3 separate regions of the Sus scrofa genome follow, and all the other regions are linked to region 1. The links are chromatin contacts, called in public Hi-C and HiChIP or PLAC-seq maps. All regions are on one chromosome and are shown on one strand. The core of a region is the stretch at or near the end of the contact, and the rest is flanking DNA. Distances in the headings are between cores, read along the strand shown. Region 1 holds the start of GRK6 (G protein-coupled receptor kinase 6). Region 2 holds the start of PDLIM7 (PDZ and LIM domain protein 7). Region 3 holds the start of LMAN2 (vesicular integral-membrane protein VIP36).

Region 1 (3,768 bases), core at 882-3,381:
AGAAGCTGGGCACCAAAGCAATAGGTGTTTATAAGTCAGCCCAAGCCCCTCTCTCCCAACCCTTCACCCTCACTCCAGCACATCCTCCACAGTGTGGCACAGAATAAGCAAATCTGATGAAGTTAGTCCCTAGTTTAACACACCCTGGACAGCTCCTCACTACCCTCAAAATGAAGTCCAACCTCCTCCTTACCTAGCTTCCAAGGACCTTCCTCATCCAGGCCTCTTCAAGGCCTGAGCCTCATTTCTTGTCCCTCAAGTGCATTCCACCTTGCACCTGAAACTCTACTTCAGTGCTCTGACCAAATGCTTGAGCCCTTACTAACTTCCTCTACAGAATTTTGAATATGAACTTGCATCCAGTGGCTCTTTCCTGCTCCACTCATGTTACCTCTGAAACCTATACATTCTCACTCAACACTTAGATCTCACTTGGACACAGCAGGCTTCACTGGGTGAAGTACCTGCCCTTTGTCCTGCTGGCCACTGGATTTCCCTTTTTCAAGGTACTTATCTTTATTTCCCAAAGTATCCTAAATCCATGCACTTTCTCCATCTCCACTGCCACCTTCTTCCAAGCCGCCGCACTCTGTCTTCTCCCAACTGCTCCCTGTGCTTCCACTCCTGGCCCCTCTAAAAGTCCATTAGCTAGAGTGATCTTTTTAAAGTATAAATCATCCTAAGGCTCCCCATTTTATTTAGGGAAAACAACAAACTCCTCATCATTGATCTACAAAGCCTTCCAGGATCTACCTAGAATCCTTGCTCCTTCATCTCATCTCAGACTATTGGGCCTTGAAACTATACAGGCCTTCTTCCTGTTCCTTGAACATACCAAACTTACTCTAGGCTCAGGGTTTTGCACTTGCTGTTGCCTGTGCTTAAAACTGTTCCCCTAGATTTTTGCGTGGTTGAATCAATTCAAATGTCAACCTGAGATCATTTCTCCTCACTATTTTGTCTTGATGTCTTATTAGCACTTACCACTCCCTCAGACCATCCCACTTATTTGTTTATTTATAGGATTATCATCTTTATCCCTCTCCTAGAAGGTAGGCAGAGAGACTGGCTATCTTACTGGCACTACTGTATTCCCCAGCACCTGGCTCAGGGCCTGGCACAAGGTGCTGTTCTCTGTATTTTTGGATGATGAATGGATAGGGATCTGAGAAGCCTAGTTGAAGCTGGCTCTGCCTTACTAGCAAGTTTGGGCAAGCCTCCATTTCCTGGTGTGTGAAGTGAGGGTGGAGGGAGTAGGATGTTGAGTTAGAAGGTGTTGATCAGCTGTAAAATTTCGGCCTTATTTTCTCCCAACTTTTCTGCCTAGAGCCAGCCACTAGACCTCAGCTCCCCACCTGTACAATGGGTGTGAGCTCGTCCCTACGTCTTGGGGTGGTAGAGCTGCCTTATAAGGCAGCAGAGGCCGAGGGAGGGCGAGGCCCTGTGGGTGGAGAGAAATCACAACATCCGGCTGTGGGGGTAGGGCGGGGGCGCCCGCGGTGGCCCGGACGGAGGCCGAGGAGCAGCTAGGGAGGCCCCCAGCCTTCTCTGGGCCTCTCCCCGCTTCCGATGTGCGCCCTTCAAGATGGGCCGACCCAAAAGTATACGGCCGGATACACGGCCCGAACCTGCAGGAGGCCGGCCGGGAGGAGGCCCAGAACACTAAATGCATCCCCTAAAAACCCTGGAAAAGCCAAGGCGAGTCAAAGGGACCCGGGCCACACCCACAGCTAATAGCCCAATCAGAGTGCAGTGCTAAGGCTGACCGACGCTTCCTTCATCCAATCAAGTACAAGAATTCCAGGGCGTGACCCAGAGGACCCACCTCCGTTGTCCCAGCAGAGGGCTCGTCCCTAATTGGCAGTTCGGTATCCTACGAAGGCCCAGAAATTCGAACATAGAGGCTGAACCCCATCGTAGACCAACTAGGAAGATGTGACGTATTAAGTCCCGCCCCCCTGTTCCTTTGAACGAATCCCTGTCTCTGGGGGCGGGGGATGATGAAGAAGTTGTCTAATGGGAAGACGGCGCGGGGAGCACCCGCCCGGTTATTGGCCAAGTAAAGTAAACAGTGGGCGGGCCGGGGCGGGCCTGGCCGGCGCCGGGGTGGCCCCCGGGAGGGGGCGGAGAGTGAGCGGCGGGCGGCGGCGGCCGGGGAGGCCCGGGAGGCCGCGGCGCGGTCACTGCGAGCCGAGCCGAGCCGCGCCGCGCCGATCGTCATCCGGCCCCGGCTCCCTCGCGCGATCCCGGCCGGCGGCGCGGCCCGGCGGGCCCGGCGGCGCCGCAGCCCATGGAGCTCGAGAACATTGTAGCGAACACGGTGCTACTCAAGGCCCGGGAAGGTGAGGCGATCGGGTGCGGAGAACGCGGTCGCGCGGCCTCCGAGTTCCGCTGGGCGCCCTAGTCGCCCGATCCCCTAGGGCAGCTCTCTCCGCGCCCAGCATTTCGCTCAGACAGGGGCCCTTCCGGCCCATGGTCCTTCTCCGCACCTGCCCCCAGGGAGCCGGAGCCCAGGAAAGGGCGGGGGTCAGGCCGCCGCCCTCACGGCGCGCGCGCGTGCGCGCGTTTGTGTGTGTGTGTGTGTGTGTGTGTGTGTGCGTGCGTGTGTGTATGAGGGGGTGAGGGAAGGAGAGAGGAAGGAAGAGGGAAGGGTGGGACCTCAGTCCTGGAAGCCTCTCCCAGGTGAGAGAGGTAAGAAGATGCCCCAGGAAGGGGCAGCCTTCCCCACGTGCCCCGGGCCCAAACTCCGGCGCCCAGCCTGGATCGGCACAAAGTTAGTGCACGGGTAAAAGGTTTGGAGAATGAATTAACTAAGACTCTGCAGTAGCATAGCCCACCCGAGGCGGGGAAAGCTGGTCACATAGACTACCAGCAAGACGTCCTCTTGCTCAGTGCCTCAGGACACTGGGGACAGAGGGGAATGGGTCACTGTTTTTGCCTTCAGGAAGCCCAGACTAGTGGGGCAGAGGGGCACAGAAATAACTGGAAGCTGAGCTCTGAAGGAAGGGAGCATGCTGGGCTGGTGGGACTGAGTGCAAGGCCTGGCACAGGGAGCTGGCGGGGTGAACCTAGTGTTGCTGAGCTTTTCAGATGTTACCAGGCACCTGCTCTATGAGGATCCTGGGGACACAGAAGGACCAGACTGGCCCCCATTGCCTTGTGGTCAGTCTGCTCCTCACCTGCCATTGACCACCTCAGTAATGTAATCACTGAACACCTACTCTATGTCCTGTCCTATCCAGGGTGCTGGGGACCAGCAGAGAAGACACTTCTTTTCGGAACTCTAGGGCAGGGAGGTCAGGGCAGTTTTTCTACTCTTTGATGGGCTTCCAGGCTGAAAGAGCCATCTGCTTCACCTTTCTGATCTATTTTACAAGTGGGAAACCCAGGCTCGGCTCAGGGACTAGCCCCCAGGATGCAATGAGACGGGTTGACCCAGGCCTACGACATAGGATGTCCCCAGCACAGTCTGTAGGAAAACCAGAGGAACCCCCAACTGGCACAGCATCTGGTGCCCCCTGCCTGCCCATTGCAGGTTGACCCTGGGGAGGTGCTGCCTGGAAATGGGCACAGCAGGCTGGGTCCTCAGTGCCCAGAGCCTTCCTTATCTCCTGTCCTTTATCGAGTCCTGGGGCTAGGCCTTCCTCCCAGCCTCTGGGGGCATCTGCCGATTCTGTTCTGCCTCGTCATCCAGCCAGCCAGGGAGGAGGGGTGGGGAAAGCCTGGCCAGACCTCCCTCCCCAGGGCTGTAGTCAGTTCAGTCCTACT
Region 2 (3,768 bases), core at 833-3,332, 74 kb after region 1:
GACTCTCTCTCAGGGCAGGCAGCTTGTTTTACATGTCCCACGGCCGATCCCATGGCTAGAGCCACAGCCTGGGGGCGATGAGCTGAGGGGCCCACTGATGTGGTCAGGGGTCCAGGCCCAGACCAGCCTTTTTCAGCCCTGCAGACTCCAGCCACCAGTTGGCCATCCCTGCGTGGGGCTGCATTCTTGGGCTTATAAGGCAATCCCCCTGCCACAGGGAGGAGCCGGCCCCTAGCTCCACCCCCACCAGGACAGGATCTCAGAAGCTGAAGTCAGAGTCCTAGAGACCCATCCCAACCCCTGCTTGGGGTCAAAGCCCACTCCATCCTGAATGGGACCAGTGGATGGGATGGAAGGTCCTCACACAGGCCGGGGAGAGGCACCCCTCACACACACAGACTGCTGGCCATCCCTGTGGCTGAATTCCAATCCCTGTTTTGCCACGGAGTTGCTGAAGGAGCCCTTTCACCTCTCCGAGTCCTGAGTTAGCTCATCTGGAAAAACAGGATGACAGTTGCTATTCCCTGGGTGGCAGTGAGAATGAAGTGAGATCCTGCAGTCAGAGAGCCCTGCCTGGGGCCTAGCTCCAAGCATTGCTCTCTCAAGGAGCTTAGACACTTCCTGGAGACCTCAGAATGGGCATCCCCCTGGGCCTTGGAGGTGGCCACAGGAGCTTCGTGGAACAGCATCAGGTACAGTGCAGTGCTAGGGAAGTGTGGGGGCTCCTCTCCTAGTATCTCCCTAGTTAGGTTGGTAGTCTTCGTGGCAGTGCCCACATATCTGGACCTGGGCACCTCCTGGCCTACCGGCCGTGGCTCACTCCTGTTCAGGCTCTTTCTGTCACCCACTGGAGATCTGAGCACCCCAAGACCCCTGGGGGAGCCCCTCCCTCAATCTAGGCTCACCCGGGAGATGGAGAGGGGCACATTGAAGTCCTTGCCCCCCTGCAGCCGGAAGCCCCAAGGTGCTGGCCCCTCCAGCACCACCTTGAAGGAATCCATGGTGCCGCTCCTGAGAGGAGAGAAAAGGTGAGCAGCTGGCATGGTGGGTACACAGGCAGGCCTAGCTCTGGACATCAGGCTTGGACTAGTGCCAGGAAGGCACGAGCAGACGCTGAGCACACCCAGGGCAAGGGTAGGAGGGTAACTTGTTAAGTTTGGCTGGGCTGCTAGCTGGCAGACTTCACTTTGGAAAGGCAGCGGCAACCCCCCTTCCCCAAGGGACAGGGTGGGTGAGGGGAGCCCGAATCCAGCCTTGAGATTCTTTTCATCCAGGAGTGGATCGCAGGGCTAATTTGGCTCTGGCTTCCCCCCAAGCCATCCTTGAGCCTGGAACTAGACGGCAAGGCCAGTCCGGGGCCGGCGTTCCTCCTTTCCCCCGCCCCCAGGTCCCGGCAGGCAGGCCACGGCTGGAGCCTGCTCGGACTATATAAGGCGTGTAAGCTGACACTGTGCGGAGAGCCAACGGAGGGAACACACGGGGGCTCGGGACGCGAGGGGGAGGGGAAGGGGGGGAGGCGGCTGGAGCGGGTACTAGCCATTCCCGGACTAGTCGAAGCTGCCGTGACCCAGGGCGAGACCCCTGAGCGCTGGGGGAACTGGGCGGGTGCGCGGCCCCTGCGTAGGTCGGTGGGGACTGGGACTTCAAAGCGTGGCCAGGAAGGGAATTCATCCTAGAGTTCAGTGGGGGTGATGCCTCCCCCACAGGCCTACCCTCCTGACGTGACTCGGTTTCCCCCTGGTTCCCCGCCCCGGCCCCATGCATTGGCCGAGTCCCGGGGGCAGGAAGCGGCGCAGGCGCCAATCGGCCCCGCCGCAGCCGGCTTCGCCTCAGGAAGGCGGGGGCGGGGGTAGCGGCTCCCGCACGCCGGAGGAAGCGCAGCTTTGGCCACGACCCCTAGTGCCCGCTGTGGCCCCTAACAGGCCTCTGCCCCCCCGCCTGGCCCAGCCCGAAACGCCCCGCACAGTCGCCTGTACCTGCTCGGCCCCTCCGGGGCGCTGCTCAGCAGCGGGCTCCAGAGAGCCGCGCTGGGATCCGCCGCCCGCGTTCTGGCCCCGCCCCCGCCGCAGACATCAGTTATGAGCCCGCTGGAGGGGGCGTGGCCTGTGGCCACGCCTCCGTCAAAAGTTGAGCCCATGAGCAGTCTCCCAGGCAGTAGGAAGCCCCGCCGAATCCTTCCGTACCGCCCAATCACGAAGTCCGGTCTCTCTTTGCGCTGTAAGGCAAGGCTCTCCCTGGTCCCCTTAATGGGGCGGGGCCTGGGTAGGGTGTGGGGGGGTCTGGGCTGCTGGACAGCCCAACCCGCGGCTCGCCCAGCCCCTTGCGCCTCCCTCTGGCCGAGTGAAAAGCAAGTCACCAAGCAAACCAGGCAGATCTGGACCTGAGTCATCTCTAAACCCTAGTTTCCTACTGGGAAAGTGGGACAGTAATACTCGCCTCACAGGCCACCGTGAAGATAGGCATAGTTTGGCGTAAGGCACAGCCATTGATAGCTCAAGAATATCTAAATCGGGAGTTCCCGTCGTGGCGCAGTGGTTAACAAATTTGATCCCTGGCCTTGCTCAGCGGGTTAAGTATCCGGCGTTGCCGTGAGCTGTGGTGCAGGTCGCAGACGCGGCTTGGATCCCACGTTGCTGTGACTCTGACCAGTGGCTATGGCTCCGATTAGACCCCTAGCCCGGGAATCTCCATAATGCCGCTCCTGCGGCGAGCGGCTCTAGAAAAGGCAAAAAGACACACAAAGACACACACACAAAAGGAATATCTAAATCGGACAGACTTGGTCTGGAAGAGGGAGGGGGTGAACCTTGGAGGTGGGGTTAGTTGAGGTCGACACAGGGGGAGCTTACAGTTAAGTTTGCAGAACACTCCACCAAAGGCAGCAGACAGAGGTATAAAGGCCTTTGGCTCCGCCCCGACCCTATGCCCTGCCCTCACTCCTACCCCCTGACCCTCCGAAGGTTTAGGGCTGACCCCCAAACTGTCGAGATAGTCCTGGTACCCCACTCCAGAGTGGGCAGCGCCTCCAGTGGGGGTTTCACAGACCCCACAGCCCCAATGCTAGCGCAGTGGGAGGAAATTGACCAGGGATCAGGATGGGCATCCACCCCTCACCTCCTTCTAGGGCATGGCTGTGGCTACTCTCCTACCTCCACCATCATCATTACATTTCCCCCTATTCTGCATCATTCCCCTCATAATATAAACTGTAAGAATTTTCACTTTTTTTTTTTTTTTTTTTTTGGCCTTTTCTCATTATAGGGCTGCACCCAGGGGCATATGGAAGTTCCCAGGCTATAGCCGCCGGCCTATGCCACAGCCACAGCAAGGCCACAACAGGAATTCCAGTTACTTCCTAATTTAAACTTTCATTTTCCCCACCTCCCTAACTCCTTCCTTACTTCAAGGAAAAAAAATAAAAACAGTGTTCATCTGGTTAGGCCAGTAAAAATCATGAAGTTTTCCTTCCTTTCTCATCTGTGTCATACCTCAGATTCTGTAGATTCCACCTTCTGACTCTATTCCACACCTGGCTGCCGTGTTTGTCCTTGCCACTTGTCTCGTGCTTGGACATCTCAGCAGTCTCTTAACAGATTTCCCTCTTTCTACCCTTGCCCAGTCCCCAGTCTTCTTCAAAATGGTATTTTTAAAGCAGAAATCACACCATACACCTTCGGCTTCTAGCATTTCAGTGGGATGGAGTTGCACCTAAGATAAAACTAAAGTCTTTCAGACACTAATAAACTACCTCCCCCACTTCTCCTGGCT
Region 3 (3,768 bases), core at 889-3,388, 68 kb before region 1:
GAAGGCAAGGTGCAGAATTCTCTCAGCCCTGTGACACTGCCAACCACCAACTACCTCCTAGAATCAATTTCTAACAGTTCTGGCACTCTTTGTACCTCATTTAAAAAAAAAAAAATTCTAATGCTACGCTGAACTCACTTCCTTGAAAAATACAAGGATACATTATCATTTTAAAATGTTATCCAAAAGCCCTATGTCAGAATAACATAACAGAATGTGACTCGGGGGAAATAAGGTAGTTATTGACATACTCTGAGTGGGTGGCTCTAAAGCTAAGTCTTAACAGATGAGAAGGAACCAAGCGGGCATGAAGAGCCCGGAGGCAGTGTTCCAGATGGAGGGAACAAGTGCAAAGGTCCTGAGGCAAGAAGGCAGCCAGAGAAGCTAGAACAAAATTAAGAGTGAATGACCAGAGATGCCAAGCACCAGGGGCCAGGCTGTACATGCATAACGTACGTTTATCTCTTCACGGGAGACCCCAGGCTCTGTGGATCAGAGTTAAAGCCCGGATGCCCCTAGCAGGAAGGCAAGGAGATAACAGGCAGATAAAGCAACACAAGGACAGCATGGACTCTCAGAACTAAATGGGGAAGTCATCCAGAAGGGACCAAAGAGCAGAGTGATGGAGAAAACTAGGACAGCGGCCAAGAGCTTAGGGATCAAGCAGGCTGGGGAGGAGTAGGCTTTGCCCCAAATCATTCCCCTTTCACCCCTTTCCAGAACTTCCTCCGTGTGGAGTCTGCACAGCAGCTGATTTTGGCCACTGCCCATGTATGACACACCAGAGACAACTGAGGCTCCCTAACCTCTACGCCAAAGGTCACAGAAACTAAAACTGTCCACAAGTTCAGCCCCTACATTACTATTGTTGACTAGATCCTCAATCAAACACTGGGGAAGGGGACTGAGTCTGCAACTATTTCTAAGGGGCTCCTCCTTTGTCCGGGCTAGGGTCAGGCGTAGCAAGCGAATTGCTGGGCTTGGACATGAGACAGATCAGAATTTAACTGTTGTAGAGCCTCCTTGCCTGCCCGCTTGCATCTCTCACAATTTTAATAAATCCATTTCTTGCCCATTTAAAAAAAAAAAAAAGAATTTAACTGTTTATGTTATTGGCTGTCTGTGTTAGCTTTGCATAAAACTACAACAACCATCTGTATCAGTTTGTTTATGAGAATTAAAAGCAATAAGGTATGTTAAAGTCAGTGCCTAACACACACAAAACACCCAATAAAGACCCTATTTGTTCCATTTATCCCACTAATGAGAGGGTTCAGTTCAGACAGCCAATAGCTCTACTACTTACTGGCTATGTGACTTCGTGGAAGGCACTTTCAAGAGTGTTAAGTTCTTAATCAGTAAAATGGAGATAACATCAGTTACTTCACAGGCTTTTGAAAGAATGAACAGAGAAGGGTGTATAAAGTGTCAAGCCCAGCTCTTGACACATGGTAACTCTAGAAGTCATTACCTGTTATTACTGGCAGGTGTGATCAAGATGGAGAAGGCGGCGGGCCTTCAAACCAAGCTCAGGTCTGGGCTGCTGAAGACTGTCTGTAGTGACTTACTTAATGGTCTACCCAGCCTCTTGGGAGCCACTCACCAGGTGGTTCCAAATAGAGCCTTCTTTGCTGCGCTCGTCAGGGGTCAGACGCAGGTACTGGCTAGTGAGTATGGTGCTGCCTTGGAAGTCCCAGAAGAGCGTGGAGCTGGAACCGACCCCTGTGGGCAGAGACATGGGCACACACAGGCCAGGCCAGGCCGAGATTTGCCAGAGACAGGAAACTCACAAAGATGCCCTGACCAGAAGAAAGGCACCCGTTCCCCAACTCTACCCGGCCTCGCCCTCACCCTGCACTCATTCCCGCCCCAGGCCTCACCTTGGTAGGGCTTAATAAGCGAATGCTCCCGCTTAAGGTGCTCGCTGTTGCCGTCAGTTATATCCGCAGTCACTGGCCCCAGCAACAGTAGAAAGAGTAAACGTGTAATGGGGCCAGGGCCGGGGCCGGGAAGCCCAGGCCTCCCCGGGCACCGCCGGCCCCAGCCCCAGAGCCAAAACCAGCCTGCCGCCGCCGCCGCCGCCATTCCCCTTTCCTCTCGGGCACTTCCGTCCTAGGACTTCCGCCTTCCGGGTGTTCCATCTAATGGCCTCCGGCCGGAAGCGCTCCAACCCTAGCTTTATCTGGGAGTTTCTAGCAAAAACAAAGCCTCGCTGCCGAGGGAATGGGGTCTTTATTTGCTGATCAGACCTCTATTCTAGTAGAGTGCCTTGGCGGCTGCGAGGCGCCTGTCAGCCAGACTCAGGAATGGGTTTTAACGGGCGAAAAGAACAGCAACCAATCATGGAACAGCACGTTCGGCTTGTGTGCCAACCTGGAGCAGAGGGAAGATTTGCGAGCAGCGCTAGGGTCGTCTGTGGAACGGGGCATGCTGGGACTTGTAGTTTTTCTAGGCCTCTCGTGCAGGCTGGGTAGAAATCTACAAAGCTCTTGGTCTCTGGCCACTGGTCTGATCCCTAGAGTAACCTTTTCCAGTCCGAGGAGAAAGGAATTCTGAATTGAAGGCGGAGGCCTGAATTCCAACTCCCGCGCCACCTGGAACTCATTGGGTGATCCCAGGCGAGCCTTTAGCCATCTCTGGCTTCACCCACCCTAGCTCCACACCTTTAGCAACTTAGAATTCTGTTATTAGATGGCGTCCACTCCTTCCAGTTCCTCAGGCCCAGTTGGGTTTCATCAGAAGGGGCAGACCTGAATCCTTTCCCAGTGATGACTGGGACCCGTTAATATCTAAATGATTGCTGTGCCTGCCTGCTGCAACAAGAAGCATCCAGGAAAGCCGACTGTGGATCAAAGGTGGACAACTGGTGGCCCACAGCCAAATACAGCTCTTGCTGATGGTGTTTCAATAAGGACATAACTACTGTTATTTTAAATCAGGAGACAAATACACATTAAAAATCCAAATTTCCAGCTTCTAAGGAAAAATCGTAAGACCCGACCACACCAAGCTCATAGAGCTGCCCTCATAAAAATTCCTTCCTTTTCTAAACTAATCTCCATTCTGGCCGCTAATTTACAGCACCTGCCTGGCCCCTCTAGCCCGTTGAGTTAATGACCCCTGTTATAGAGCACAGGGTGGTTTAGTTGGTTGCTTGCTCCTTTTGAATGAATGAACTTATTCAAGATTAAGTGCTGAGACATCTTTTTTAAATTAGCTACAAAATTAGCTATATATGTGTGTGTGTCATATAGCTATGTTTGTTATGTCTAAATATCTATAGATATAACAAAATTCCTCTTCCAAGGGGTACACCCTTCCAGAGATTTATCTGTGTCTCTGCAAAGACCTGGGCATTCCACAAGGCCTCCAAGAGGCTGCAGTGTTTTTGGCCACACCCACAGCATATGGAAGTTCCCAGAGCAGGGATTGAATCCAGGCCACAGCTGTGACCTATGGCAACACTAGATCCTTAACCCACTGTGTCAAGGCAAGGATCGAACCCATACCTCAGTAGCCGCCACAGAGACAATGCCAGGTCCTTAATCCTCTGTGCCACAGTGGGAACTCCAAGGCTGCGATTTTTGTCAGCTATTGTCACTAATGATTCCCTAGCATCTAGCAAAGCATCTAGCTTTGCTAGCATCTAGCATCCTAGGCCTACTTGGCACATAGAAGGTGATTTTTTTTCCTTTTTTGGGGAGCGAGCACTCCTCGGCATATGGAGTTCCTGGGCCAGGGATCAGATCTGAGCCGCAGTTGCGGCCT

The links. A called contact is a pair of places that touch in the nucleus more often than the background predicts. HiChIP or PLAC-seq counts read pairs in DNA pulled down with a chosen protein or histone mark.
Region 2: a Hi-C map of skeletal muscle shows a contact between it and region 1, with 2.7 times the contacts expected there. The contact joins the promoter of PDLIM7 here to the promoter of GRK6 in region 1. A contact is called at or near these places in 1 of 5 promoter capture datasets (fetal skeletal muscle), 7 of 47 Hi-C or Micro-C datasets (blood, heart right ventricle, liver and 3 more) and 2 of 2 datasets of contacts at active chromatin or transcription factors (alveolar macrophages and skeletal muscle).
Region 3: an H3K27ac HiChIP or PLAC-seq map of alveolar macrophages shows a contact between it and region 1. The contact joins the promoter of LMAN2 here to the promoter of GRK6 in region 1. A contact is called at or near these places in 2 of 47 Hi-C or Micro-C datasets (epiblast stem cells and liver) and 1 of 2 datasets of contacts at active chromatin or transcription factors (alveolar macrophages).

The regions. Positions count from the first base shown.
Region 1 is chr2:80,525,571-80,529,338 of Sscrofa11.1, reverse strand. GRK6 (G protein-coupled receptor kinase 6) reads left to right here and starts at 2,131. Exons shown (of 17, transcript XR_002341730.1): 1 at 2,131-2,342. It also overlaps a transcript of F12 not described here.
Region 2 is chr2:80,451,327-80,455,094 of Sscrofa11.1, reverse strand. It overlaps PDLIM7 (PDZ and LIM domain protein 7), which reads right to left and starts at 2,082. Exons shown (of 13, transcript XM_021084381.1): 1 at 1,977-2,082; 2 at 906-1,011. The coding sequence starts at 1,001.
Region 3 is chr2:80,593,658-80,597,425 of Sscrofa11.1, reverse strand. It overlaps LMAN2 (vesicular integral-membrane protein VIP36), which reads right to left and starts at 2,138. Exons shown (of 8, transcript XM_013994865.2): 1 at 1,881-2,138; 2 at 1,604-1,722. The coding sequence starts at 2,085.